Regions from separate parts of the Sus scrofa genome. Here regions 2, 3 and 4 are each linked to region 1. Evidence: chromatin contacts called from public HiChIP or PLAC-seq data. All regions are on one chromosome and are shown on one strand. The core of a region is the stretch at or near the end of the contact, and the rest is flanking DNA. Distances in the headings are between cores, read along the strand shown. Region 1 overlaps NAV1 (neuron navigator 1). Region 2 overlaps CSRP1 (cysteine and glycine-rich protein 1). Region 3 holds the start of CSRP1 (cysteine and glycine-rich protein 1). Region 4 holds the start of NAV1 (neuron navigator 1).

What was found. HiChIP or PLAC-seq counts read pairs in DNA pulled down with a chosen protein or histone mark.
Region 2: an H3K27ac HiChIP or PLAC-seq map of alveolar macrophages shows a contact between it and region 1. The contact joins two enhancer-like sites. A contact is called at or near these places in 2 of 2 datasets of contacts at active chromatin or transcription factors (alveolar macrophages and skeletal muscle).
Region 3: a contact with region 1 is called in an H3K27ac HiChIP or PLAC-seq map of alveolar macrophages. The contact joins the promoter of CSRP1 here to the enhancer-like site in region 1. A contact is called at or near these places in 1 of 5 promoter capture datasets (skeletal muscle), 3 of 47 Hi-C or Micro-C datasets (embryonic fibroblasts, retroperitoneal adipose tissue and subcutaneous adipose tissue) and 2 of 2 datasets of contacts at active chromatin or transcription factors (alveolar macrophages and skeletal muscle).
Region 4: an H3K27ac HiChIP or PLAC-seq map of alveolar macrophages shows a contact between it and region 1. The contact joins the promoter of NAV1 here to the enhancer-like site in region 1. A contact is called at or near these places in 1 of 5 promoter capture datasets (liver), 5 of 47 Hi-C or Micro-C datasets (embryonic fibroblasts, fibroblasts, mesenteric adipose tissue and 2 more) and 2 of 2 datasets of contacts at active chromatin or transcription factors (alveolar macrophages and skeletal muscle).

Annotation. Positions count from the first base shown.
Region 1 is chr10:24,011,590-24,018,601 of Sscrofa11.1, forward strand. It overlaps NAV1 (neuron navigator 1), which reads left to right. Exons shown (of 31, transcript XM_021064517.1): 5 at 2,710-2,812; 6 at 6,693-7,012. Among named protein-coding and RNA genes, the nearest start is that of IPO9, 95 kb to the right of the region's middle. Within about 2 kb of position 4,027, at least 32 of the 83 cell types and tissues checked have an H3K27ac peak or open chromatin away from gene starts, as enhancers often do. A contact at or near this core is called in alveolar macrophages, embryonic fibroblasts, liver and 4 more, where this site is marked.
Region 2 is chr10:23,838,674-23,845,685 of Sscrofa11.1, forward strand. CSRP1 (cysteine and glycine-rich protein 1) reads right to left here. Exons shown (of 6, transcript XM_003357676.4): 5 at 5,779-5,872; 6 at 4,457-5,349. The coding sequence ends at 5,273. Among named protein-coding and RNA genes, the nearest start is that of PHLDA3, 15 kb to the left of the region's middle. Within about 2 kb of position 3,343, at least 35 of the 83 cell types and tissues checked have an H3K27ac peak or open chromatin away from gene starts, as enhancers often do. A contact at or near this core is called in alveolar macrophages, where this site is marked.
Region 3 is chr10:23,859,786-23,866,797 of Sscrofa11.1, forward strand. CSRP1 (cysteine and glycine-rich protein 1) reads right to left here and starts at 4,235. Exons shown (of 6, transcript XM_003357676.4): 1 at 3,920-4,235.
Region 4 is chr10:23,881,460-23,888,471 of Sscrofa11.1, forward strand. It overlaps NAV1 (neuron navigator 1), which reads left to right and starts at 4,262. Exons shown (of 31, transcript XM_021064517.1): 1 at 4,262-4,564.

The DNA.
Region 1 (7,012 bases), core at 2,777-5,276:
CACGTGTACTGGGGACAGCAGCCTGATGCCACATGTTCTTCATTAATGTGTCTCTGTGCCTCCACCACTCCCCCCTGCCCAGCCTCCCATCCCTCCGGTGACCCGGCTGAACTGAGTCACTTCCAGGGGCTCTGTGGCTCTGATCTGGGACAAGTCCAGGAGACTCTGGGTCATCCTGCCCCCTCTCCTGCCATGGGGATAACTGGCTGTGGGGGGCTCTCTGGGAAGAGAGATGGGGAGAGGGGCCGGACTCAGGGCTCAGTACAGGAGGGTGTGAGGAGGGTGTGTCTTTTCCCGACACTTCTGGAGCGCTAAGAGCCAGGTTCCCAACACCCCCCCGCCCCCCACCCCGCTCCAGGGCCTGGAGCCTTAGAGGACACAGAGCGACCCTCCCTAGGCTGGCCACCATGTGAGTTAAGACACTTTTCTCTTAAACAGAGAAAAAGAAACATCTTTTTAATGGAACATTTACCCATCCACTCTTTTATATGTCTTTTTTTTTTTTTTTTTTTTTTTTTTTGCGCCTCACCATGGCATGTGGAAGTTCCTGGGCTGGGGATCCAACCTACTGCAGTGACCATGCCAGCCCTTAACCCACTGTACCACAAGGGAACTCACTCCTTTTGCTTGTTTGTTTTATGTCCTTTTAGGGCCAAACCTGCAGCATATGAGGGTTCCCAGGCTAAGGGTTGAATCGGAGCGCTGTAGCTGCCAGCCTGTGCCACAACCACAGCAACCAGGATCTGAGCTGCATCTGCAACCTATACCACAGCTCGCAGCAACGCTGGATCCTTAACCCACTGAGCGAGGCCAGGGATCGAACCTGCATCCTCATGCATGCCAGTCAGATTCATTTCCGCTGAGCCACGATGGCAAGTCCCCCTCCTTTTTTTTTTTCTTTTTTTCTTTTTTTTCTTTTTTTCTTTTTGCCTTTTCCAGGGCCGCTCCCACAGCATATGGAGGTTCTCAGGTTAGGGGTCTAATCGGAGCTGCAGCCACTGGCCTATACCACAGCCATAACAACGAAGGATCCGAGCCATGTCTGCGACCTACACCACAGCTCACAGCAACGTGGGATCCTCAACCCACGGAGCGAGGCCAGGGATTGAACCCGCAACCTTGTGATTCCTAGTTGGATTCCTTAACCTCTGCGCCAAGACGGGAACTCCCTCCTCCTTTTTAATATACTTTTATTGTGGTCGAATCTCCCCATTTTTTTTTTTTTCTTTTCTTTATCGGCTACCCTGCAGCATTTGGAGTTCCTGGGCCAGGGATCAGATCCAAGCTGCAATTGCAACCTGTGCCACAGCTGCAGCAATGCTGGATCCTTAACCCACTGTGCCAGGCCGGAGATTGACCCTGTGTCCCAGTGCCCCAGATGCCACCCACCCTATTGCACCACCGCGGAAAGGCCTCTCTCTGTCCTTGAAGCGCTCACGGGGCTCCTGCTCTGTGCTGTGGCCGGCTTGGTGCGGGTGGTGCTGCCTTGTGTTGTGTGGAGAGGAGTGGGGGTTTCTTCCTGGACTCGCCGTGCCCTGCGCTGCCTGTGACCCTCTCTGAAGCTTTGTTTTCTCATCTGTGAAATGGGGCAGCACACAGCTCCCCAGGTGTTGTGAGGGTCCAACTTGATGCTGCCTGCTGAGAGTTGTCACGCTCGTCCCTGAGTCCCTCTTGGTCCCCTGCTCTTTGGGACTGCTCCGTCCCTGGGGTCGTGCGTGCCTTGTTCCTCATCTCTGCCAATCCCGTGGCAAGCACCACCCTGGCTCAGAAACCCACCTCTTGGCACCGAGTCCCGTGTTTTCACACAGGCACGTTATAGCACCAAGCTTTAAAAATAAATGTACATTTTCTGACCCTGTGTTCCATGCCAAGACATCCGCACAGCCCCAAGCAGCTCACAAGGTGACCCTTGCCAGGACAAATAGGCATGGGCGGCCACAGGCGTGACACACGAAGGCTTGTCTTTGTCCCCACCAGCCAGCTGCCTGGAGCTCCCAGAATGAGACCCCTCCCACCCAGACCCCAGAAGGGAGGGGCAGGCTGGACGGGGCATGGGGCTGGTCCTCAGGAAAGGTGCCTCAGAGGTTCTGGAAGGGCCTTGGGCCTGACTGCCTCCCGCCCTGGCTGACAAGACAGAGCAGCTGGGCTGAGCTTAGTCTTGGGGAAAAAATACCTCCTGGAGGGCACCTTTCTGGGTGGGGAGGGTGCATGGGCTCTGGGCAAGAACCGCAGAGGGTCCAGACAGGAGCCTGAGGGCAGAGCTCTTGGGCGCCTCTGCCAGCATCCCTGGGTCCCCGACGCTCCCTCTCAGGGAGGCTTTGGGGGATCTGCTTCCATTCCGCGACCTGGGTCCCAAGGTCAAGGACAAGTCTTGGGGCAGGGCTGACTGAGGTTTCTGCCCAAAGCCTGTCCCATCCGTTTTCCGCCTGGACTGGTGGAGGGAGGAGAAAGTTCCTGAGCCCTTCCTTCTTGCTCGTGCCCTTGGTTTGGGGTGTTTTCAGCCTGGGAGGTGGTGGGTACATTTCTGCTCTAGTTGAGTCTTCTCCAAGCTAGCATGCGCCCCTCACCTCCTGGGGATGTGGTCGCCCTGCACCTCTTGGCCCCTCACCTCCTGGGGATGCGGTCGCCCTGCACCTCCCGGCCCCTCACCTCCTGGGGATGCGGTCGCCCTGCACCTACCTCATCCAGCTCCTCCTCTTCTCCCCCTAGACCCAGAGTCCCAGAGGAAGAGGACAGTGCAGAATGTTCTGGATCTCCGACAGAACTTGGAAGAGACCATGTCCAGCCTGCGAGGGTCCCAGGTGACTCACAGGTGAGAGCGAGCTGCCCCCTTTCCCTCCATTGTGGAGAGCAGGGCCCATGACCTTGGCCCAGGCATTCGAGGTTGGCAGCCATGCACAGACACTCACCGTGGAGGCAGAGCTCCGGGTGGGGGCTCCCGCCACATCCACACGTCGGCAGGGGCAGCATGGCCTTGCCTGGTGTCTGCTTCTGCTTGAGAATTAGATTCTGTGTAATTAGGTTGGAGCATCATTGGAAGTGGGATGGGCAGCAGAAGCCACCGCAGGGCTCAGGGTGTGCCCATCCACGCCCTCCCCGCTGCTTTGCCTCACCATCGCCAGGAGCTGTTCCCTCCCTTCCTCTTCCGCTTCTGAAGCCTCTACTGTGCCCTTCCCGACACCCAGGGTCGTTCTTGCCCCTTCAGCCGGTGGCCACACAGTGGCCTGCATTCCACGCCACGTGGACGCCCCTCCACCTGCTCCTCGAGGCACCTGGGCTCTGGCCGCCGGGCGGGGTGCTCAGCCCTCCCATGGCACCTCTCCTACACCGGCATCCTGGCCGCAGGCTCTGCGTGACTCAAAGTTTCCCCACTGGCTCCTCGGGCTGCCCGGATGAGCTCATGCTGTCAGCTCCAAGGGGGACGGAAGGCTGGGCTACACCCTGGGGGTGGAGGGGAGCAAACCGCCAGGATTGAGAAATCCTGGGGGGCGTAGAGCAGGAAGGCTGAGAGAGGGGGACAGGCAGCCTCTCCAGCTGGACTGGAAGTCGGTTCCTCCCCGCCTCCTGGGGTTGGAAAATGAGAACAAAGTTGGGATACAGGGGCAAGGGGAAAGGGCTTTTCATAGCCCAAGTGTGTGGCCAAGTGAAGTCCAGACTAAAGTTGCATACCTCCAGTGACAGAGAGCTCATCACCTCTCAGCCCTCCTCTCCTTGTGGAGGTGGCGGGGGGTGGGAGGGATGGTTATGAAGCAGAGCTGAAATCAGGCCTCAGGGGCTCCTCCACCCCCACGTCGCCTCGCCTTCATTTCTCCATCCTTCACAGCCCTGAGTGGGAATCCAAGTGGGACAGAGGTCTGGCTCGGCCTGGCTCACCATTTCAGGGTCACAGCAGATCAAATCTTGAACGTCCTCCTCCCCCAGCCAGGGAAGGCGTTGGAACAGGGCTCAGCACCAGCTCACCCACCAGCCCCGTGCCAAGAAGGTACCAAGTGCTTGGTTCCTGTGAGGGCCACGCCCAAAGTGACTCACCCACGGGCAAGAACAGAAGCAGCAGCCTGGCCTCCTGTTCCCCTGCCTCCCAGCCCCCAGCCTCCCACGTTAAGGCAGCCTGACCTCAGGCAGACTCTGCTTTCTGCTTGGCCGGGGCGGAGTGGGAAGACGGAGGCCAGAAGCCGTTTGCTTGAGGTTGACTGGCTTGCAGGGAGCGCCTCTGGCCTCTGGCTTCTCTCTCCCCTTATGGGAGGAACCCAGAGCCCTGAAGCTGGTTTTTCTGTTTACTCTGGACCCAGGGCCACTTCCTCTCTTGGCCTTTGGTTTAGATTACTCCTGGTCCACACTTTGGTAGCCAGAACAATGACTCCCTTAGTTTGTATGGCTCATTTATTGATGAAAGTGTGCTTTCTATCAGTCGGCCCTTCCTTCTGCCCTGGGAGGAGTGGACAGGATGTGTACACATCCCCTGAGTCGGAGAAAGAGCCGTGGGAGGCCGGGGGAAGGGGTCACATGCTGGAGTCACACAGACCAATCGGGGTGGCTTCTGCATCCAGCGAGCTTAGAGCCCAGCCGGCTGTGCACAGGCGCCGTGCTGGACAAACCCAGCCTCCATCCCGGAGGAGCCTGTGGTCCAGTAAGGCTACTGCCACGCTGGAGCTCACAGGCTGAGCCTAGATTCAGTTCCTTTTTGGAAACCTTACCTCCAGCCCTGCTTCCTCTGTTTCTCTGACTGGTTCCCCCAGCAAGGAGAGAGGCTGGGCTAGCGGGCTGGGGCGGGAGAGGAAACGGAATCCCCCTGCCACTGCATCATGCCCTCTACCCCAACAGTGTCCTCCCCAGAGAGTTGCAAGGTGGAAGGGCTGAATCCAGGACCCAAGTTTGGGCTAGAATGTCCTTTGCCTACTCAAAGGGGTCTAGAGGTGCAGCTGGGAATAAAGACAGGCAGCGAGCTGGAGTGGTACCTATAGGGCAGAACGCTGAACAGGCTGCCTGCCAGGACCAGTGGGCGAGGCAAGGGCCTGCCCCACCCCTGTGGCTTGAGCACCAGGTACCCACCTGGCACTGTGCAGACTTCGATACGGGGGAGGGGGGTGTGACACAGGCCACCACGCAGGACCAGGGGCTCGCCTTCAGGGAACCTCCATCCTCTCCCAGGGCTGCAGTAAGCAGAACAGGGTGTGACACAAGGGACAGACAGAATGGCCCAAGGGGAGAAGCTGGAGGAGAAAAACCATTTTCTCACCATTGGTAGAGACAGTTTTGGAGGATTTGGGGCCCTTTAAGGAACTTTACAAAAACAGGAATAGAAAAAGCAGTGTCCCAGACCCATCTGACCCCCTAGAGTGACTAAAAATGGATGTCTTCGCAGAGTTAAGGTTCCAGTGCTTTGCGTAACACATGTTGCCTCCCCCCCACACCCCCGTGCCCAGCTTTCTTGGCCCCCAGATCCCATGTCGAGAATCAGCTCCGTCTGGCTTTATTCAGGCCCAGCCACTGAGACCCTCCCTATGGTTGATTTGGGCTGGGTGGGATTGTGGGGTTCTGAGTGGCCTGTCCAAGTAGACCCCACTCTGCTTTCTCCTCTGCAGCCCCTGTGGCCCTGGGGAACAAAGGACACCTCGCTCTAGAGGCCCGGACCCCTGGACTCTGGCTGTCCAGCACTAAGCTGCCTCCCTGCCCTGGCCCAGTAGGGCCTGAGGCTTGGGGCTCCAATGGCCATTTCCCCATGACTTCTCCTCTGTCCACTCAAGGCTGCTCTGTCCTCTGCCGAGGTCCTGCTGCTTCTTCTGATGCCCCTGCCTTGGCTGGCACTAGGCTTAGGATACCTGCCGCACATCTCATCAAGTTCCCAAAGCTGGAGTTCCCCTTGTGGCTTAGGGGTTAGCGAACCCGACTAGTGTCCATGAGGATGCGGGTTTGATCCCTGGCCTTGCTCAGTGGGTAAAGGATCTCGCATTGCCGTGAGTTGGCATGTAGGTTGCAGACATGGCTTGGATCCCTTGTTGTAGCAGTGGCGTAGGCTGGCAGCTACAGTTACCACTGGACCCCTAGCCTGGGAACCTCCATATGCTGTGGGTGTGGCCCTAAAAGACAAAAAAAACAAAGTCAATTTCCCAAAGCTTAACCTTCGCGCTCTGTGCCCCTCTGCTGACTGCGATCCAGTTAGGGAAGCAACCAGCCCTGAACTGACAAACGAGATGGTAGACGGCCTGAACAAAACAGATGATCAAGGCCCTTCACACTCCCGCGGCTCCCCCAGCTCTCACTGGCCCCTTCCCATTTATTGAGCACCTTCTGTATACCAGGCACTGTGTTAGGTCTTGCACATGTGGTGCTTACAACTCTATGTATGATCAAGTAGCTGTTAATGCTTTTGCCCCCATTTTACAGATGAGGAGATGGAGGCTTAGTGAGGTTTCTGATTTTCTTCTGGCTTGCTGACCAGTAAAGGTAGAAAAAGATTTAAACCTGGGTCACAGTACAGAATCTGTGCCCCTGCAGTGTACCAGTTTCCTTCCCTAGTGCTAACCATCATCTTCCTTTGACAGCCTGAGCGGACGTATCCCGGGTGACCTACACGGAAAGGGAACTCAGGCTCGTGGACAGAGGTGGGGGGCGTGAGAGCGGGTGGCCGTTTGAGGACGGGGGTCACAGTGGGTGCAGGGCTGGGGTTAACCAGTGTGCTTCTGCCCGCCCAGCTCCCTGGAGATGACCTGCTACGACAGTGACGACGCCAACCCCCGCAGCGTGTCCAGCCTGTCTAACCGCTCGTCACCCCTCTCCTGGCGCTACGGCCAGTCCAGCCCGCGGCTGCAGGCCGGGGACGCGCCGTCGGTGGGCGGGAGCTGCCGCTCCGAGGGGCCGCCCGCCTGGTACATGCACGGGGAGCGCGCGCACTACTCGCACACGATGCCCATGCGCTCCCCCAGCAAGCTCGGCCACATCTCGCGCCTGGAGCTGGTCGAGTCCCTGGACTCGGACGACGTGGACCTCAAGTCCGGCTACATGAGCGACAGCG
Region 2 (7,012 bases), core at 2,093-4,592, 170 kb before region 1:
CTTCCATCCTTCCATCCGCCCATCCTTCCATCCACCCATCCTTCCATCCATCCATCCTCCCATCCTTCCATCCATCCATCCATCCACCCACCCATCCTCCCATCCTTCCATCCATCCATCCATCCATCCACCCATCCTTCCATCCATCCGCCCATCCTTCCATCCATCCATCCATCCATCCATCCACCCATCCTTCCATCCATCCATCCATCCATCCATCTATCCACCCATCCTTCCATCCATCCATCCATCTATCCGCCCATCCTTCCATCCATCCATCCTCCCATCCTTCCATCCATCCATCCATCCTTCCATCCTCCCCAGTGCACAAACTTCTGGGAGAACATCCAATTGGCCACATCCTGGGCTGGACGTAGAGACATTATCAAGATGATGGAATCCATGCCCGCCGGGAGCTCAAAGCCCTGGATGTCACCTTGCCCCTCCCTACTGCTCTTCAGCACTTCTGTATATGTAGGGCCGGTTCCCAGAGTCAGGGAGGGGGGCCCCCCATCAAGGCCACGGTTGGATCTGGTCCTAAGGACACAATGCACAGACTTACCATTAAAGCATCTACTTATTGTTTTGTAAATTCACAGTGAGGGCAGAGAAGCCCAGCCCCCAAGCATCAGGCAGGCTCCTTCAGATGAAAGACACTGCCAACCATCGGATAAGCTCGATTACAAGAGGCTCCCCCTTCCATGGAGTTGGCTGAGGTGACCTGGCAGAGACTAAACCTTTGTGTCCCCCAGAATACACCCATTGGAATCCTAACCCCCAGGGGTTTTAGGAGGTGGAGCCTTTGGGAGGTGATCAGGCCTTTAGGGAGGAATCCTCAGGAATGGGACAAGTGTCCTTGGAAAAGAAGCCAGAGGAGTTCCCGTAGTGGCTCAGTGGTCAACGAATCCGACTAGGAACCATGAGGTTGCGGGTTCGATCCCTGGCCTTGCTCAGTGGGTTAAGGATCAGGGATTGCTGTGAGCTGTGGTGTAGGTTGCAGACGTGGCTTGGATCCCATGTTGCTGTGGCTCTGGTGTAGGCCAGTGACTACAGCTCTGATTAGACCCCTAGCCCGGGAACCTCCACATGCCGCAGAAGCGGCTCAAGAAATGGCAAAAAGACAAAAAAGAAAAAAGAAAAGAAGCCAGAGAGCTCACTCACCTCCTTGGGCAGACACATGTGAGGACACTGCATCTGTGAACCTAGAGCCCGGCCCTCGCCAGACACAGAATCCACCAGCACCTTGATCTTGGACTCTGGCCTCCAGAACCATAAGAAATTCATGTCTGGTTTTTAGCTTTGTTTTGTTTTTGTCTTTCTATGGTCACACCCTAGGCGAGGGGTGGGATCAGAGCTGTAGCCACTGTCCTACACCACAGCCACAGCAACACCAGATCCGAGCCGCATCTGCAACCTACACCACAGCTCTTGGCAATGCTGGATCCTTAACCCAATGAGCAAGGCCAGGGATCGAACCTGCGTCTTCCTGGATGCTAGTCAGATTTGTTTCTGCTGAGCCACAACAGGAATTCCCCATGTCTGTTGTTTATAAGCCACTCAACTTAATGGTATTTTGTTGTAGCAGCCAGAACTGACCAAGACTTTCTGGTGCCAAGACTTTCTGGTGCCAAGAAGTGGGGGAGTTGCTGTAACAAATACCTAAAAATGTGGAAGTGGCTTTGGAACTGGGGGATAGGCAGAGGCTGAGGAGTTTTGAGATGTCTGCTAGAAAAACCCATGTTGTCGTGAACAGACCTTTCAAGGAGAGTCCCTTCTGCTAAGAGCTCAGGAAGAAGAGCTGGAGAGAAAGCCTGGTTGTCTTAGGGGAAAAGGAGGAAGAAATTCTGAGCAGACTATAGAAATATGTGTAGCCAAGGCCATTCTGAGGGCGGAAATGAGGACCACATTATTGGAAAGGAGGCAAGGGGACCCACGTTATAAAGTAGCAAAAGGGGCTCCCGTTGCGGCTCAGTCTTTTGGGGGGATTTTTTTTTGTGTGTTTTTTTTTGTTTTTTTTTTTTTTTTTTTTGTCTTTTTAGGGCTGCACGTGCTGCACATGGAGGTTCCCAGGCTAGGGGTCCAATAGGAGCTACAGCTGCCAGCCTACCCCACAGCCACAGCAACTCGGGATCCGAGCCACGTCTGTGACCTACACCACAGCTCACGGCAACACTGGATCCTTAACCCACTGAGCAAGGCCAGGGATCGAACCCTTGTTCTCATGGATACTATGTCCTCATAGATACTAATCAGGTTTGTTAACTGCTAAGCCACGACAAGAACTCCATTTTTTAATTAAAAAAATTTGTTTCGCCTTTTTTTTTTTTTAGGACCGTGCCTACGGCATATGGAGGTTCCCAGGCTAGGGGTCCAATCAGAGCTGTAGCTGCTGACCTACACCACAGCCACAGCGATGTCAGATCCTTAACCCACTGAGCAAGGCTAGGGATTAAACCTGAGTCCTCATGGATCCTAGTCGGGTTGTTAAGATGGGAACACCCCCTTGTGGCTCAATTGGTTAAGGTCTGATGTTATCTCTGTGAGGGTGTGGGTTCGATCCCTGGCCTCACTCAGTGGGTTAAGGATCCGGGGTTGCTGCAAGCTGCAATGTAAGTCACAGATGCAGCTCAGATCTGGAGTTACAGTGGCTGTGGCTGTGGTGTCGGCAGGCAGCTGTAGCTCCCAATCAACTGGTAGCCTGGGACCTTCCATATGTGGCAAACATGGCCCTAAAAGGATTTTTTTTTTTTAAGTAGCAAAGAACGGGAGTTCCCGTTGTGGCTCAGTGGTTAACGAATCCAACTAGGAACCGTGAGGTTGAGGGTTCGATCCCTGGCCTTGCTCAGTGGGTTAAGGATCTGGCATGGCCATGAGCTGTGGTGTACTGCAGATGCGGCTCGGATCCCGCGTTGCTCTGGCTCTGGTGTAGGCCAGTGTCTACAGCTCCAATTGGACCCCTAGCCTGGGAACCTCCATATGCCGTGGGTGCAGCCCTAGAAAAGGCAAAAAAAAAAACAAAACAAACAAAAAAAAAAGTAGCAAAGAACGAGCTGGAGTGTGTCCAGACTGGGGTGTCTCGTGAAAGGTATTTAGCTGAGATCTCTGAGCAGTGTGGAAGGAGCAGCTTGGCTCCTCCTGGCTGCCGACTGTGACACTTGAGGAGGAGGAAGTGGCCTCAGTGGAGCCAACCGGAAGCAGAACGAAATGATCTGGAAAAGTCCCAGCCTGTCCCACTGCAAAGAGAATTCAGGTGCGGTCGAGTGACCTCTGATAAGATGAGTGTAGGTCAACCGCTAAGGCAGCACCTCTTCTGTTCTCCAAGACAATGAAGGGGTGGCCAGAGGGTGACTCACACCAGGGACTCCACGCCCATCACAGGGAGCACAAGGGCCGCCTCCGCCCAGGCTTCTGACTAGGAGCTGCCACCAGGTGGCGCTGGTAGAGTGGGGGCGGCACCTGCCAGGTCGTGGGGGTGGTGGTGGGTGTGCGGGGGCACGAGGCCACGCCCATGGGTCCAGAAAGTGCAGAATCCAAATCTAGCTCTGTGGGCTGGGGATCTGCCTGGTCCTGGGCTTCCTCCAAGCTGTCACTCCTTTCCCACCTCTCCCTCCGGGGACAGGAATGTCTAGCCTAGGTGGGTCCTACTTTCATATTTTAAAAGCACAGACCGTGTTTGTTTGTATGTTTTCACAGATTCACAGCTGGAGAGGAGTTTGCCTCAGGATGCGCCAGACCTGGGGTCTGTCCTGTGGCAGATGTGGCTCACACCTCCTGAGCCCTTAAAGTAGATGCTGGATGGAGAGCTAAGACTTGGGCTGCTGGGATGGAGTGAATGAATTTCGCATGTGAAAAGGACATGAACTGGGGTGTGGGGGGCGAATGCCACCGGCTGAATGTTTCTGTTCCCCCAGATTCACATGTTGAAACCTATGCCCCCAGGGTGCGGGCATCTGGAGGTGACACCTCTGGGAGGTGATCAGGTTGTGATGGTGGAGCACCCTGGAAACCCTCTCCCCACTCTTACCATGAGGACACGTGGAGAAGCAGCAGGCCCTACCAGACACTGACCTTGGACTTGAGTTCCAGCCCCGGACTCAGAAGTAAAACTTCATGTCCACCCCCCACCGCCCGCCCCGCAGAAGTGAGCTTCCTGGATGTGATACAGAAGTTCCTCGGCTGAATTTCCCTCTCACTCTGGGGTTTTCCAAGCTGGGCAACGTGTGGGGGGGCTTGATGAGCCCCTCGAGTTCCCAGCCCTAGTTCCCACCCCAGATGTGGGAGTCGACAGGGCAGGGCAGCAGGATCAGGCCCCCCTGGGCAGTGGGCTGGGCTGGAACAGACACCAGGGGGGAAGCAGTCACTTTCTTTCCACCAAACCTCCTCTCACGGGCTGTTCCCGACAAGTCTGCTGCAGCCGGGGGGTGGCAGTGCCCCCACAGAACAGGACAGCATGGGCTTCTCTTCTGACAGCTTTATTGACGGGGCGGGGGGTCAGCTTGAGTACAGGCCACGCTGCAGCCCCCAGGCCAGGTGGCAGCGGTCCTTCCAGCCCCTGGGGCGGCCGGGCCTGGCTCCTCCCTGTCCTCCTGCTGCTCTTGACCTGGGGGACCTGGAAGGGGTGGGTGGGGTGGGGTGGCCAGAGAGGGGTCCCTGCTGCACAGTGGGGTGGCAGGGACAGGGGTGTCCAGACAAAGGCTGCATGTGCCTCCCTCCACTGCTGATGGCCAGCAGGCGTGCTAAGGACAGAGCCTGGGCCTGGCCTGCGCCCAGCCGAGCAGGAGCTGCCCGCTAGCTCAGGGCCCAGGCCTCACACCAGTGTCGCTGGGCTGTTTCATCATCAAGGCCCCCCTCAAACAGGGAGCTCGACGCCTGGGAAGGCCAGACCACATCCTGATATCAGAAGGCCCCCCTCCCCATGGAGGAGCACAGTCCTCCCAGCCCACCCCCCACTGGGACCTGCTCCCTCCCTGCTCCCCTCCTCCTGGGCCCCACTGATGACAGACACCCAGCCCAAGAGGCTGAGGACTCTCCTGGGGGGGGGGGTGTTGGGGGGACAAAAGTCCTGAGGCCTCCTGCTGGTCCCAGGCAAGGGGGGAGTGCCTTCGAGGAGTGGGGCCTCCAGCAGACCCCCAGATCGAGGGAAGCCAGACACCCAAGTTCAAGTCCTTAGTGATGTGTGCAGGGCTGAAGGGATGAATCCTGGAGGTGGCGAGGCTGCCGGGCGGGGGATGGTGATGAGAAGCGTGGGCATGGGCAGCGGGGCAGGTAGGGCTCACTCAGAGTGGACCAGGGCCCCGGCCCCTTGTCCAAAGCCAAAGCCCTTGGGCCCGAAGTTTTTAGCGTAGCATCCTGCAGAAAGAGGAGCAGGTGAGAACGCCACACCCCCGGCCCTCCCACACAGCTCCTCCCCGCTCCCCCCAAGGCAGGGCCTCTGGAGCAGCAAGCCCACCAGCACCCCCACCCCAATACCAAGCCCAGCAGTGAGGAGTTTCCTGGCCCCAGAGTGGAGCCAAGTACCTCCCTGTCCCAAGAGAAGCGTCAACGTGTCAGAGCTTAGAACTGGGAGCGGGGAGCCTGGGCTCCACCCATCCTGCCCAGATCTGCCCCCCCGTAACTCTGGTAACACTTTCCCCCTCTGGCTGTCTCCCCAGCTGTCACACGAAAGGATCTTGCTCGATGCTCTGGAACGGATGGAGGCCCCGGAACTGGTCGACAGCTAAAGGGCGTGACTGCTTGGGCCTGGGGCCCATCAGACCTCCTGGGAACAACACCACCCACCTTTGCAGTAAATCTCGCCATCCTTGTCGGCCAGGGTGGTGGACTCCAGGCCTTTACCGCACTTGGCGCATCGGAAGCAGGACTTATGCCAGGACTGGAAGGGAAGGAAACAGCTAACGCTGCTGCCCCTAGTCCCACCCCCCTGACAATGAAGATACCTCTGGGGCCGCAGAGGAGGGAGCAGCCAGTGACAACCTCCCACCTCGGAAGGTCCTGCAGGAAGCTGACGAGCTATGGGGCAGCTGCACCACCAGGGGCAGGTGGGAGTTGGGACCACCGCCAGGGCAGCTGTTCCCCCGAGTTCGGGCTGGGCCAGGCTTGTCCTGACCTCGCTGCCCGGGTCCAGGGGGTGTGGGCATGGGCTCAGAGCCGACCTGGCAGCACTGCTCTCAGCTCTCTGCCTCCTCCCTTCCTCCCCAGAAGACCCCTGCCTCCCTGGCAGCTGGTTGTGAGGATGGGACAGATAACCATGTGCCTGGCCTGGGGGCACCTTTCATGATCAGCAGCCAGTGTCCTGTCTGCCCGAAGGCTGTCACCTGGAGAGGGCTGGCGCTGTCTCCCTCATGGGGAGCTGCGGAGGGTGTGGCAGGGGCCTGGCACACAGAGGGGCCGGCACTCTGGGGAGGAGAAAGGGCGGGGAGAAGCCTGCAGAAGCCCTTCTGGCTCTTAAGAGGCTCGTGGCACGGCCCACACCCCTGCCCTTCTCATGGAGAAGCCGGCGGGCCTGCACACGTGGTAGGACCCAGCGCAGGCCCTGGGCTCAGCGGCAGCTCCCAGCAGCACCGCGTGTGCAGACAGTCCTGCCAAACCAGGAAGGCGGGAGGCTGAGGCAGCAGGGACAAAACAAGGCCTTTTAAGGACAAAGAGACTCCCTCGCAGGCCGGTGCCTGGGCTCGAGGGTGAGAAAGGAAACTGCAGCTCCTTAGGTTTCCTGGCAGCCAGACCGGCGCGTGTCGGCTCCCGCCTGGGGCTCCAGGGACCTCGGAATCCAGAGCGCTGAGACGGGGCCAGACCCCCACACTTCGCCTGGCACCCCCAGCAGACATCAGCTGTAGCTCCATCCTCTGTGCAGCTTGGCTGCTGCCCCGTCTCCGGGCAGGAGAAGCGACCACCGCCGCCCTCCCTCCAAACACGCTCTGGCTTCCGCTGGTGAATTTCATCTAATGCGCCCCTGCTCCTCTTACGCCTTATTCCACGGCTCCAGCCATGGATGGGGCTTCTCCTCCCTCTTCTG
Region 3 (7,012 bases), core at 2,985-5,484, 150 kb before region 1:
GCCCAGAAGCCGAGGTCACTCTGGCTTCCTCTCTCCCTCTCTGTTCAAGTCCAGGTGCAGGCCCTTGTGGGACAGTGGGCTGAGCAGGTGGCGCTGACCCCTACCACCTATGACAGCAGGACATGCCACCCTCGGAGTGCAGAAATCCGATGATCAAAGAAGGTAGAAGTTGGGGTCTAGGATTTAAGTATTTCAAAACAATTATAGGAAATCCTATAGTCTCGCAAGCTTCATAGACTGACCAACAGGTCAAGTTTCTTTGCTTTTATCTGGAACCACTTCGAGGGTCACAACTGGCCATCCCACGCAGAAAGGGTCTGAAGGATTTTTCCTGGATTTTTTTGTTTGTTTGTTTGTTTTTGTTTTGTCTTTTTGCCTTTTCTAGGGCCGCTCCTGTGGCATATGGAGGTTCCCAGGCTAGGGGTCGAATCAGAGCTGTAGATGCCAGCCTACGCTAGAGCCACAGCAACGCGGGATCCGAGCCGCATCTGCAACCTACACCCCAGCTCACGGCAACACCGGATTCTTCACCCACTGAGCAAGATCAGGGAACAAATCTGCAACCTCATGGTTCCTAGTGAGATTCATTAATCACTGAGCCACAACGGGTTTTGAAAAGCAAAACCCAAACCCATGAGTACGGAGACCTTATAAAGACCGCTTTGCAGCTGCCGTCTAGGGAGGCTCCAGGCCACAGGGACCCCCTACAGAGATGGCTGGGGGGGGGCGCGGCCTCGCTGGAGAGGGGGCGCTACTGCCAGGCGGGAGTGGTGCAGTGATCCTTTGTACAAGTCATACAAGTCAAGAGGCTGCCTTCTGGCCCTGGGAAGCCCTGGAGAGGCCTCCGGATCCATGCTCTTTACCATACATGGGAATTACCCAGGGCTGACGTCAGACAAATTCCTGGGTACTGAAGCCCCATCGTTGCCACAGAAACTCCTCACAACTGCAAGCCGCCAGCCACGCTGCTCCTGCTGACTTCCAGCACCTCCCCCGTCTAGCCACAGCTTGCTCTGTGTGTGTGTGTGTGTGTGTGTGTGTGTGTGTGTGTGTGTGTGTGTGTGTCTTTTCCTCAAGCGGGCTCTCTTTCAGACTTCCTTTACTTGCAAACCTGACACCAAAATTCAGACGCATGTCAGACGTGGTGAAAGCCTCTTCCCTGGGACCCCACCCCCACCCCCGGCCACGCAGCAGAAGAAAGACCTAGAAGTCGTTGGGTCTAACCTGACTCCATCCCCATTCCCACTGGCAAAGCCACATCTTCCTTAAGTAGTTTATTTATTTACTTATTTTTGTCTTTTGTCCTTTTAGGGCCGCACCCGCAGTATATGGAGGTTCCCAGGCGAGGGGTCAAATGAGAGCTGCAGCCACAGCTCACAGCCACGCCAGATCTGAGCAGAATCTGCAACCGACACCACAGCTCACAGCCACACCAGGTCCTTAACCCACCGAGCAAGGCCAGGGATCGAACCCACAACCTCATGGATCCTAGTCGGATTCGTTTCCGCTGCGCCACAACGGGAATTCCATCTTAAGTAGTTTATAAGCCTCAGTAAAGCGCTTTCATAAGTGGCGGATATTTCCTTAGCAAGTTGCCTCTGAAATAGGAAACGCAGAGGAGCGTGATAACATGGTAACTGAGTGTGGCTTTTGGAAGGTGTTTGCCTGGGTCTGAATGGCAGCTGAAACCTCTGAGCCTCAGTTTCTTTGTCTGTGAAATGGGGAGTACCCATCCCCACCCCGTACAGATAACATGAGAAGGAAGCAGGCCAGACCCTGGGGCACAGCTGGTGCGGACACCTGCCACTGTTCTCCCGGGGAAGGGCGGCTCTAACGCTGCCCAGTTTTCTGTCTCCTTCCTTATCTGCCAACAGGTCTGAGTAGTGGCAAAGGGCAACCTTTCTTCTCTCGAGCGCCTCAAAATATTTAATGCAAGATCCCTCTGTCTTCTTTAAGTCAACTTTTCATAAGAGGCCGGCTTACAAAAATATTTCAACTTTGGCAGCCTCTCAAGAAAGCCTCCCCAGTTTGCCTTCCCACCAGGAGACCCACGGTAAATAGAAAGGGTGTCACTTTTCCCCCACCTGGTCCTCAATCCCACTCACAGGGAGCAACCAGCGAGTAACCCTTGCCAGATTCACTGGCATGCATGGCAGTTCAGCCCAGAGCCCAGCCCCATCCTGTCCATTCACCAAATTTGTACGGATCACCCACCAAGTGCCAGCACACAGCCCCTGGGGCCAGGGAGGACTCCCAAGCTCCTGAAGGGCAGATGTTTGCCATGAGAAAACACCCAGGCTGGAAGGCAGGTGCTCCTGCAGCCAGGGCCCAGCCCGGGGGGGCACTGCTGGCTCCCACCCAGAAGCAGAGGAGGTGGGCCCACCCTTCAGTTTCTCCCTTGTGTCTCCCAGGACCCTCTACGGGCAGCGCTGCCCGCCCACAACACACCCTCTGTGGGATAAACTTCCTTCTCTGCCTGCCTGTCCCCCCTCCCCCCGGATTTCCTCCCTGAGGCACAAGGTCACTCCCTGGGAGACCAAGAGCAGCCACAAGGATAGTCTCTCTCGCAAGAAGTGACCCTGCCGGCCCGCCCCCCCCACCCCCCGCAAGCACTTCAGCCCACCATGAACATCTGGAGGCCAGAGGTGAGCGCAGCAGTGAACACTCAGCACCTGGTCCCCAAATCCCTCAGGGAAGAAATTCCAGCCTGCCCTGAGAGGACAGCACCTCCAGCCTGCTGAGCTTCTGGGAGCAGTGGGGAGGCATGGGGTGGGGGGCTGGGGGGAGGCCAAGGAGAAGGGAGCCACTGTCCCCGCTGGGTTCCACGTCTGTGCAAGGCTCTCCCAGTGCCAACCCTACAGGAACTGAGCGTGAGAGGGAGGCGACCTGTTTAAGGCCACGGGTTCAGGATCAGGATCAGTTCCCCTTCCAACAACCTCTCACCGAGTGGGTTGCCGTGTTCACCAGAGCCGGGTGTACGGACCTCTGGGGGTAGGAGCCCAGGTGACGCCCTCTCAGCTGGGTGGGCCTAACCATCCACTCACACCCAGGGGCAGGGGTGCCCCCGCCTCCGGGGAGCTGAGCCACCCAGCCTCCTGCCTAGACCCAGATTTGATTAGATCACAACTGTTTGCAGAATTTGCACAACACTCTGGGGCCTGTGAGAGCAGATAAAACGCCTGCCTCGTGGTTGCTGGTGGGGCAATGGACTGCAACTTTCTCTAAGTGTGTTCCCCACTTCAGGGACTGAGGCCACCAAGCACTGTGGGTCCCTTCAGGCTCTGCGATGGTCCCCACTCCTTTAGACGAGCCGGCGGGGGCGGGAGTGAATGGGGCGCGCGCAGTGGGAGGTGGGGGGCAACTCCATCTAGTCTTTTGAAAAGAGTGAAACCAGCACCTGCGCTGCGCAGGGCAGGGCGCAGCTGCCACGGGCGGGCCCCCGAGGCCCGACGGTCCCCACCCTGCCCGCGGGCGCGTTCCCCCAGGGCAGAAGGGCGGGGGCTGCAAGAGGCTCCCACCCCCGCCGGACAACAAGCGTCAGTGCGCGCAGAATGGCCCATTGTTCCGCCTCGGGACCCGCAGGCGGTGGGGGGCGCCGGGCCGTCCCGGGACAGGGGCACGTGGGGGCCCTTTGTGTCCGGGGAACCCGGAGCGGGGAGGAGCCCCGCGCCTCCTGGAAAGAAACCCGCGCGGCCACTTGGCCCCACTCCTCGGCCTGCGCGGGCCCCGGCCGCCCGGTGTCGCGTCTACCCTCCCCTGCAGCCTCCCGAGAGGTGGCGGGACAAGAAGGCCGGGGGCGTCCAGCGCGCGCGGAGCCGGGGCGCGCAGAGGAGCCAGGGCGCTCGGGGGTAGGGGCGGAGGTTGCAGCGGAGCCCAGCGGGGTGGCCCAGAGGGGCTCGGCGAGACCCCGCGCACTCACCTGGCGGCGGTGGTGGCTGGGCTTTCGGTAGCGGCAGCGACAGCGGGCGGCGCTCTGGAAGCGGGGCTGGGCTCGTCCGGCCCGCGCGCCGTTTTGTTCCGCTCCCGGGGGGCGTGTCCCGGCCACGCCAACCAGTGGGCTTTGCACACTGCACCACACCAGCGCCGATGTCACCACACCGGGGCTGATGTCACCGCATCGGCGCTAAGGTCTTGGCGCAACCCCCCAACCCCCCAGCGGGGTCCCCAGGCCCGGGGCGACCCGGCTGCGCCCGGGGGACCCCCTGTGCCCCCGCCACGGAGGAAGCCGCGTCTCGCACGTGCCCGGAACTTCTCAGGGTTTCCTGGCGGCCGGATGCGAGAGGGTGGAGACACAAGTCTGAGAGCTAAGACTTCTGATAAAACCTGCGCCACAAGAGAAGGGGCGGGCGTGGATGGCGGTGGGGACGGTGGTGGGGTCTCACTTGTTCTGGCGGCAGGGTGGCAAGGACACATCTGAGCACCAGGGTAAGAGAGGCCTGAGTTCGGATCCCGCCCCTTCCGTGTACTAGCTGTTGCCCTGGCCTAGATTCCAAATCACCCCCCACCCCCGCCCACAGGCTCCGCATCTGTGAAGGAGCTGTAATCCACAGGGAAGGGGTGTGTTTTGGGGGGAGACGGGGCAGATCTTCTAAGCCTTCTACGCCCTCAGCAGTGGCCCTCGGTGAGTGTAACGCCCTCCTCCAGCAGCTCTTCCTTCTGGGCTTCCCCAATCTCCCCTGCTCTCCAAAGGAGGCTGCCCCACCCCTCCCCCAGAACAGCAGCTCTGAAAAGTGGGTGCCGCCCTCAGCAGCTCCCAGCCCTTCCTGTGCCTGCAGCAGCGGGCATCTCAGAGGTCAGAGCCGCCCGCTCCCTGCAGAGCTGTTCCTGGGTCAGGATAGAACCTCCACCTCTGTCCTGGGCAGAACAGCCCAGAAACCTGGGGCTCTGGAGGGAGAGGGAGTCACCCCCTGGCAGAGGGGTCCTGGTGGGGGGCAGAGCGAGCCCAGCTCTAAAGGAAGGTGCCGGAGTTCCCCTCGTGGCTCAGTGGTTAACAAATCCAACTAGGAACCATGAGGTGGCAGGTTCGATCCCTGGCCTTGCTCAGTGGGTTAAGGATCCGGCATTGCCGTGAGCTGTGGTGTGGGTAGCAGACGTGGCTCAGATCCCGCGTGGCTGTGGCTCTGGTGTAGGCCAGTGGCTACAGCTCCAATGAGACCCCTAGCCTGGGAAACTCCATATGCCACGGGAGTGGCCCTAGAAATGGCAAAAAGACGAGGAAAAAAAAAAAAGAAAAGAAAAAAATAAAAGAAGGTGCCATCTGCTCCCCCAAGTCCTGTTCGGAGGAACACGGAGACCTGAGAGAGACTGAGAACTTAGGGAGACAAAGCACTTCTTTGGGTCCGCGGTGTCGTAGCTCATTCACTGCATTTCCAGGTCGAATGGCACCCTTTGCACTGGGAGCACACCGAGTGGGGTGCAAACCACACTCAGACCTCGGCGCACATTTCGCTGTGCTGTGCCTGCTCCCCGGGTGCCCTGCTGTTTGCCCTCATGGGCTCCAGTGTCTCTGAGAAGGAAGCCTCCTCTCGCCCATGGCTGTGGCCCCGGGGGCAGGTCTTGGAGGGCTGCTGGGCAGCTGGTGGCCCTTCCTCCGGGTCACGCACAGGTGCAGCTGCCACATCTTCCAGCCTGGACAGGTGTCGAGGCCTCAGACCCTCACAGGCCTCATTTACAGCCCCAGGTGGCCGAATCATCTCTCCTCCAGGAATAAAATCAAGCATCTTAGAATCCAGAAAATGAGGTGTTTATCTGGGCTTTTCTGACTTCCTGGCCTAAGAAACAGCTTTCTTTGGGCCAGGCCCATCATGCAAACAGGGCCTCCAAGGAGTTCCCGTCGTGACGCAGCAGAAGCGAATCCAACTAGGAACTATAAGGTTATGGGTTCGATCCCTGGCCTCGCTCAGTGGGTTGAGGATCCGGCGTTGCCGTGAGCTGTGGTGTAGATCGCAGATGCAGCTCGGATCTGGTGTTGCTATGGCTGTGGGGTAGGCCAGCAGCCGTAGCTCCGATGAGACCCCTAGCCTGGGAACCTCCATATGTCATGGGTGTGGCCCCCAAAAGACAAAAACAAACAAATAGGGCCTCCAAGATTGGGATCACTGACCGACCAGGATTTCTTGCAGATTCGGCGGTTCTCCTCTGAGCCAAGTGAGAACTAGGGGCAGAAACCAGGGGAAGTTCTGGTCCTCCGTGCGCTGAGCCAGCAGTAGATAAACAGGCACATTAAACTGTAGGACTTCGTCAGGTCAAAGGCCAGGGGCTCGCTGCCCAAAGAGGGTGGGCTCACAGGATCATCCTGCCTCCCGTCAGTTCACCGGATCCTGAGCTGGGAGCTTTGGAGTCTTGCCCAAACCTTTACAAAAGGGCAAACTCCTGCCTCTCCTTCTTGGGTCTGGGCTGGTCCTGTCTGGGTGGTGGGACTGCCGACGGAGTTCTGCAGTGAGGACAGCCAGCCTGCGCTGTGAAACAGCCTTCAGGGAGGTCCAGGAAACCGAGGTCACCCCTGGAATCTCCGGGAGGCTCTCCAGCACCTCGCTCTGAAATGCGGTGGCTGGGGACCCGTCGCGCAGCCTAAAAGGCTGCTGAGAGTGGCTGGCTCAGTGATGGTATTCGTGCAACACTAAGGCAGCAGGACCGTCCCAGACAAACCAGGCTTTGTAATCGCCTTGCGGGCTTCATTCCTCTCCCCGGTGGGGAGCACAGGGTCAGGGAATTTGCACAGAGAAAGTGAGCACCTGCAGGGCTGGGGTTCTGTGGGGAGCTGCCTGGGCGCACAGGGAACGTGCTTAGAGGAACACGCTGCCCACCGGCCCTGGGACGGTTATAGCCATTTCTCAGCTGAGATGAACCCAGGAGAGCCAGGCCCTTGGATCCCCAGAGCCATGACGCCCTGAAGGGGCTGAACTTGCGCTGTGAGCCCCAGCTCCGCCATCGAGCATGGGACACATTCTTGGCAGAGCTTCCTAGTGGCTCAGTGAGTTAAGGATCTGGCATGGTCACACCTTCGGCGTAG
Region 4 (7,012 bases), core at 3,012-5,511, 130 kb before region 1:
GATCCTACCATGTGTCACTTCCAGTACATGCTCATTAAATGCTGGGGACAGGCGTACGAGGCAGCCATTGTTGTTCCCATTTTACAGATGATGAGGAGGAGTTCCCGTCGTGGCTCAGTGTTTAATGAATCCGACTAGGAACCACAAGGTTGTGGGTTCGATCCCTGGCCTCGCTCAGTGGGTTAAGGATCCAGCATTGCCATGAGCTGTGATGTAGGTCGCAGTGCGGCTCGGATCTGGTGTTGCTGTGGCTCTGGGGTAGGCCATTGGTGACAGCTCCGATGAGACCCCTAGCCTGGGAACCTCCATGTGCCACAGGAGCAGCCCTGGAAAAGGCAAAAAAAAAAAAAAAAAAAAAAAAAAAAAAGGGAGAGAGAGAGAGAGAGAGACTCTACCAGAAATGTGTGGGGAAATAGACATAGTCCTGAACTTGGTTGTGGTGGCAGCTGCATCACAGTAGCTTTACTACGAAGCATGGAAACGCACACTTAGAATGGGTGACTGTCAGGGTATGTTGATTATACCTCCCAAAAGCTGTTCAGAGGAAAGAAATAAATGTGCTGAAGCTGGTAAATGACAGAGACCCTGGCTGCGGCCCCGCCCCACCACTAAGCCCTGCTTTCCTCTGCGGACCCCCAGCAGCCAGACTCCCTGATGCAGATGCCTGGCTGGAGGGTGCAGGCAAGACCCTGACCTCAACTTCATCACCTATAAAACAGAGACAGGAGCGCCCCAGTGGCTCAGCATGTTAAGGATCTGCCGTGTCACTGCAGCTACTCGGGTAGGTCACTGCTGTCCTGTGGGTTCCATCCCTGTCCCGGGAACTTCTGCATGCAGCAGGTGCAGCCAAAAAATAAATAAAGTAAAATACAACAGATAAACATGAGACGTACGAAATGCTTAGACTACAGCTGGTGTCCAGCGAGTGCTCTGGAGGCTGGACGATGGCTCTTTTCTTGGGATGACTCTCACCAGAGCCTACTGAGAAAGAGGGAGGCTGTCTCCCCAGCAGCCCCATCCCTGCCCTGTTGGCCCCTTAAAGAGGCACCTCTCTGGAAAAGCTGGCTTTGGCCAAACACAGTGACTAGCTGTCAGCACATCTCACTTCCTGCTACCAGAGAGAAAGGGAGAAACAGTGCCTTCCCCACAAGGCCGTGGCTCCCTCACTTCTCTAAAGCACCCTGCACTGCACCAGCCTTCCCCACGGACTGCTTCTCCAGGGGCCTGAGCCAGCGGGTGGGGCCGACTGCCATGCCCATGCCCCACCCAAAGCACTGGCATGAAGGCCCTGCGGGCTAAGGGAGGAAGCTAGAAAGGCCGAGCGTTGTTAGTATTCAGATTTCTATCACTCAGAATGAGTTTTGCACGGAGCACAGAACCAGAGTGCACGTGGTGGGATGGGGTGAGGGGAGGTGTCTTCTATTTCCAGTGGCCTTTCTCTTGATATTTGCTCAGCGCTGTGTCAACCAGCTTCTCTTCTGTTCTCTCATGAGGGCTCTCCCAGGCCTTGGTAGGTGGGGGGGGAGCCCCTGGGTGTCCCCCCGCCCCGCCTTTCGATGAGCACACGGCAAGGGCCGAGCCAAAGTGAGGACTCAGATCCTCTGACACCCAGTGTTTTTCCACTATGCTTCTGTGGATGGAGCCAGAGGCTTCCCAATGCTGTTTATTAAATGCCTGAGAAAATAAAGTCTTGCCCTGTGCTCCCCTCTGGCCAAACGGGCTGCTCTGGCCACCCTGCGGGGGAGCCGGCAGGGGCAGACAGTCCCCGGGCTGCATAGGGTGTGGGAGCTCTGATGTTCAAACCCACCCCGGGCCAAACGTAAAACAAATTAGCTCTGATCCTCAGACCTCAAGCTGGCAGAGCCCCCAAGATCTCAGGCCAGGCCTGGAGATGCCACCTGCTGTGCTTGCTCGGGGCTCCTTAGGGGCTCCCTAGGCGTCTCACCTCAAGCCAGATCTGAGACTTCGTGGTGACATCAGGCTCCTGGGCTGATTTTTTTATAACCCATTTGTCACACTGACATTAATCCTCTTGTTAACAATCTCTTTCCTCAGAGCAGGCCTGGCTTTAAGCTGGGGATCGAGGGGGGCATGGGTTGAAGGGTCTCAGTGAGGTCAGCAGGCCTGGAGGCCACCTTGAGGGGACCTAAGTTGGAGCCAGGGTCCCCCACACGCCTCCTGCATCACCTCCCTGCAGCCAAGCCCTTCTTGACTTTCCTTCTTATTGATTTTCATGTTTAAGGAAAATCCATTTGCTTGATTCAGAGCAACTGAGTCATCACTGTGTTGGGAGGAAAACCACTCACAAGGCAGGCACTTGGCAGCGGCCTTTCTGGGCTGGGCGGGACCCTGCTTTCTGCCCAGACGGCGGCGCTGCGTCTGCGGTCCCGGGGGCCTTGCCCCGCCGCCGCCCCATTTCCACCTTTGCTCTCAGGCACCAGCACAGCCTCAGCCCTTCCCCACGACAAGACCTGGTCTGTTCATCACCCCCCACCCCCGGCCCGTCCACCTGCTGGCGTGTTAATCTGGACACCCGCACTGTTGGAGGGCTGTGACTGGGACATTTGGGGGCAGGGGACAGGGATGAGCAGCCATTCATAAAAGGGGGGGGAATACTGATGGACTAGATTTAACCCTCAGAAAGCCATGGTTTTGGCCTTCTTCCCCATTCAGCACCCAGGCAGCAGCATCTTCCCAACATTATGGGTGCGGGTGGGGCCCTGAGTCCAGCCTCCCCGAGGGTCAGCAGACAGTTCAGGCCCTGATACTGGCTGGCAAGCCTGCTGTGTAATCCTCAGTTCCCTGGCTTAGGAGGGCCAAGGAGCCCAGCCAGCCCACACCCCCATGAGCCTCGAGAAAGGACAGTGCTTCTTCTTAAAGGACCAGGCTCCCCTTTGCTGGCCCAGGAGCCTGTGAAAAGCAGGAGAGGTCCCAGTTAGGGCACCGCTGAACGCCAAACTGGATGCAGGGTGCGGGGCTCAGGGATCAGGATAACAACAAATGGTTACAGAGTAGTTCCAGGCACTGTCCTGAGTGTGTCACCTATACTGTCACACTTAATAATCCTCCTGACAGTCGCGGGAGACAGCAGCTATTATTACTGCATTTCATAGAGGGAGAAACTGAAGCACTCAGAGGTTCAAGAATCCGTTCAAGTTCCCAGGGCTGGTGAAGCGTAGCTCCAGGAACCCAGGCAATCTGCCTTCGAGCCCGCACTTCCAGCTGCTACACACAGGGTGAGGGGCTCATCACATGCACGGGTTCCTCTGAGATGCCCCCACCCCCACTCCGCAGAGACAACTCATTTCTTTCACAGACAAAACCATCTAAAAACCCTTTTCCCTGACAAGGTGGGATTCCTCAGTGTCACTTCTGGCCCAGTATCTGGTGTCCCTTTGTTGTTCCCTTATGGCCACCCACAGCCACTGTGACCTGAGTGACTCGATGGGTGTGGCAGGGCTCTGGACTCTTGAGTGCCGCTGCTGGCCACTGGTTGATGTCCCTGGTGAAGGGTTCTAAGACCCAGGGAGCTGGCTCTTCTGAAACTAATGTTTGAGGGTGGGGGGGAGGCGGCAACATCTCTGATCGCAGACTCCAGGGTCCTTGGTGGCACTATTCCCTGTGTCCCAGAGTCCACCGTCTGACCTCTGATGTGCTCTCTTGGGATGTAGGGCTGGGGGCCTGCACTGCACAGGCAGTGCCCTAGGTTCTGACGGAAGCCCTCCTTCCAGCCATTCTGCAGGTCTGGTCACCTCCTCTCCCCACCCCACCCCTGAGGTCCCAGAAGGAGGAGGGGCAGGAGGTGGAATGGAGTCCCATGCCTTGTATTACTGAGCACCTACTGTTTACCTGGCTCTCCTGGGGTCTCCCCTCTCCCCTGCACCCGTGTCCCAGCTCAGACAGGGGGACAGAGGAAGGAAGGGGGCAGGCAGACGGGGTGTGGGGGGTGGGCTGGCCGACCCATCTGTCCCCTCTCCTAAGAACTGCCCAGCCGGCCGAGGACTTGGGTGGGGGTGGGGGCGGCCGGGCCTGGAAGTGGCGGCGGCGGCCCGGGGCCAAGGAAAGGCTCGATTGTGCGAAGGCTTCCTGCCCGCCACCCAGCTCCTCCTTTCTGAGGCCGCGGAGGCGGGACGGAAGGCGAAGGCAGGAAAGGGTTACGGGAATAGCGTTCCAGCGACAAAGTCTGGAAGGGACCGGCGCCTCCGCCCCTCTGCGGGTTAAACGGGCCCAGCGCGGGGGGTGGGGGAGCGAGGGCGCCGAGCGGCGCAGCCTCCGCCCCCCGGCCCGGGGAGGCGGCCGGCGTGTGCCCGGGGCAGCGGGTCACCAGGCTCCGCCCCGCGCCCGGCCGGGACGCACTTTGTTCGGGATGCCGCCTCCCTCCGCGTCGCGGGGCCGGGGCCGCCGGCGGCCCTAGTGCCAGCCCGCGGCTGGACGCGGACGCGGACGCCGAGACTCCGCGAGGGCCCAGCCGGCGCGGGAGCCCGAGAACTTTCTCCTCGCGCCGAGGGCTCGGCCGCCGCGGTCCGGATGCAAGGAGCCGGGGCCCGGGAGTGCCGGCGTGCCGGTGAGTTGCCTGCGCGGAGACCGGGCGGTCGCGGGGCGGGGCTGGCAGGTCCTGCGGGGCCGGGACCGAGTTCCCGGGGCGCGGGTAGGGGAGGTGAGCTCGCGCCCCCGAGAGGCTGCGCGCTGGGCGCGGAGAGGCGCTGGAGTAACAACCGGGGTGCCAGCGGCTTCTCGGGAAGGTGCGTGTCTTCATGTCCCTGTGGGGCAGCCCAGGAATTGACTCACCAGGGGCCACTCAACTCCAGCCTTTCCGAGCCTCGGTTTCCCTTGCGGTGCAGTTGAAAGTGTGTTGAGACCCCATGATCAGAGACGCCGAGGAGTCCCTGCCCACACCTCCCATCCCAGGAGAGAAGAGCTGGGCAAGTGACCTTGGCTCGCAGGTCTAGAAACCCTCGCTGGCGGGGGTGATGCGCTGAGAATCGCCCTCTTGGAGCAAGCTTCCCGGAGGACAGGGAGAGAGGGGAAGAGAACGGGTGGGCTCGGAGCTCACCTGGGGGTCCCCTTGCTGGGGCCCTCTGGTCCCTTCTATGCTCGGAGCTGATAGAAACTGGTCGGAGGATAAAGAACCGGCCAGGTCTGAAGGGGGCAGAGAGGGTAGGCGGGGTGGGAGAGGCTGACCGGTGGGCGGTGGGGGCCCTGGGCAGAGGTGACGTCCATCCGGCAGCGAGGGTTCCTTGTCCCTGAGCCCAACACAGGAAAATCAGCTGGCGAGTCAATGGGACTTTGTTAGGACAGCCCAGGGCGCAGCTGGCGCCGGCTTCTGGGAAGCGCCGGATCCCCCTGGATAACGTGCTGTTTATCCGGCTTCCTGTTTCAGTGGTTGGGACCCCATTGGCTGGTTCAAATGCAGTGAAGCCTGCGGCCTCTTGGCGCTACAGAAACCTAGGGTTTGCCTGGGTTTGCATCTTGCGTGCGGTCTCGTTCCCCTGCGTGTGTCCCGTGTGTCCCCTGCAGTCACTTGTCCTAGGGGTTGAGGAACTTCGCACAAAGACACCCCCCCACCTCCCGCCACCCACTCCTCTCCACGTGGGCCGAGCTGCCACCCTGTAGATCCCGGCTCCCTTCCAGCCAAAGACACAGATGACTCCAGCCTGCTTATGATTTGTTTTTTAATCCTGCTTTGAATTTTGGTTTGTGTGTCTTTGGGATTAAACTGAGCAATGAGACAGGGAATCGCAGTGGCTGTGGATTTCCTCCCAGGTGAGCGAGATGAGCTTTATGGGGTCCGCACTTTCCCCAGTGGTTCAGGAGGCGAGTTTTTGATCAGCTTGTGGTTCTGTGCCTGCTTGGCTCTCCCCCAGGATGCTCAGGGAGCAGATAGGTTCTCACGTCTGTCCTCCCAGGTCAGGGAAGACTGGGCAAGGCTTTTCTGGTCTGTACTGCAGCCTCGAGGGGCTGCTTCCTGAGTTTCCCAGGTTCAGCAGGAACAGCCCCTACTCTGAACTCAGGAAATGGATCTGAGCTCCCTCGGGGCAGATTTCACCTTCCGCTTTGTGTTTGTGTCTCCGAGTGAGCACCTTCCTGCCAGCTGGCTTGTTTTACCACCTGCAACAGCCAGCGCTTAGCAGGTACATTCTAAATGTTTGTGGAATTAATACAATTGGAAAAAAAAAAAACCTTAGGTACCACCCAGAGGCCTCCCATCCAATCTGGTGCCCCTTTATTCTTGTTTAGGTTTTCTTTGGGTGTTGTTTGATCTGCCCCCCGCCCCTCCCTGCCCCCAACCTTCTGCCCCCCCTCAAAACCTGGTCCCTAATGTGGTTGATTTGGGCAAGCTTTAGGCATGTAGGCTTTTCCCAGATCTCCTTGGGCAGTCCTGGCCTGTGGAAACAGAAAACAGAGAGGCTGTTTTTTCCTTCCCTTCCCAAACCTTATAGCAGCTCAGCTTTGGCCTCGGGTAGCAAAAGCTCTTGTCCGTCTTTTTAAATTGGTCTCTCTTTTCATCTTTTCATTTTCCATCAGTGACCCTTCCCTTTTCTTTTAAGGTTTGGAAATTCTTAAAGGGATTGGCCTTTAGAAAAACTAAAATGTCAAAGTCAGATGGATCGCTTCCCCTCCCAGCCCCTGCCCTGCCCTCCAGGAGGGAGGGACAGGCCTCCTGGAGGGAACAGAAGGGCACAAGGCCACGCGGCTGGGGGCTGCCGAAGCCGACCTGGGACACAGGCTTGGGACTTCCAGTCCTGGGCTCCCTCCTTGTCAAGCAGGTCGCCTCCCCACATCAGAATGCTTCTCTCCCTCGTGTTCCCCCCCATAGATCTCCGCAGATGTTCTGTGGCTGCTGGTGAGAGAGAGGAACAGAAACCAGGGGAGACAGAGCTGTCTCTGATGGAACCAACCACCAGCTCTTAGAACTAGGGATGTGTCGACACTTGGCAAACGCTTCATCTTTCGGGCCCGGAGTCCCCAAAACCATCATTAAGAGTCCTTCTCGTTTTTTTTCTCCAACTTA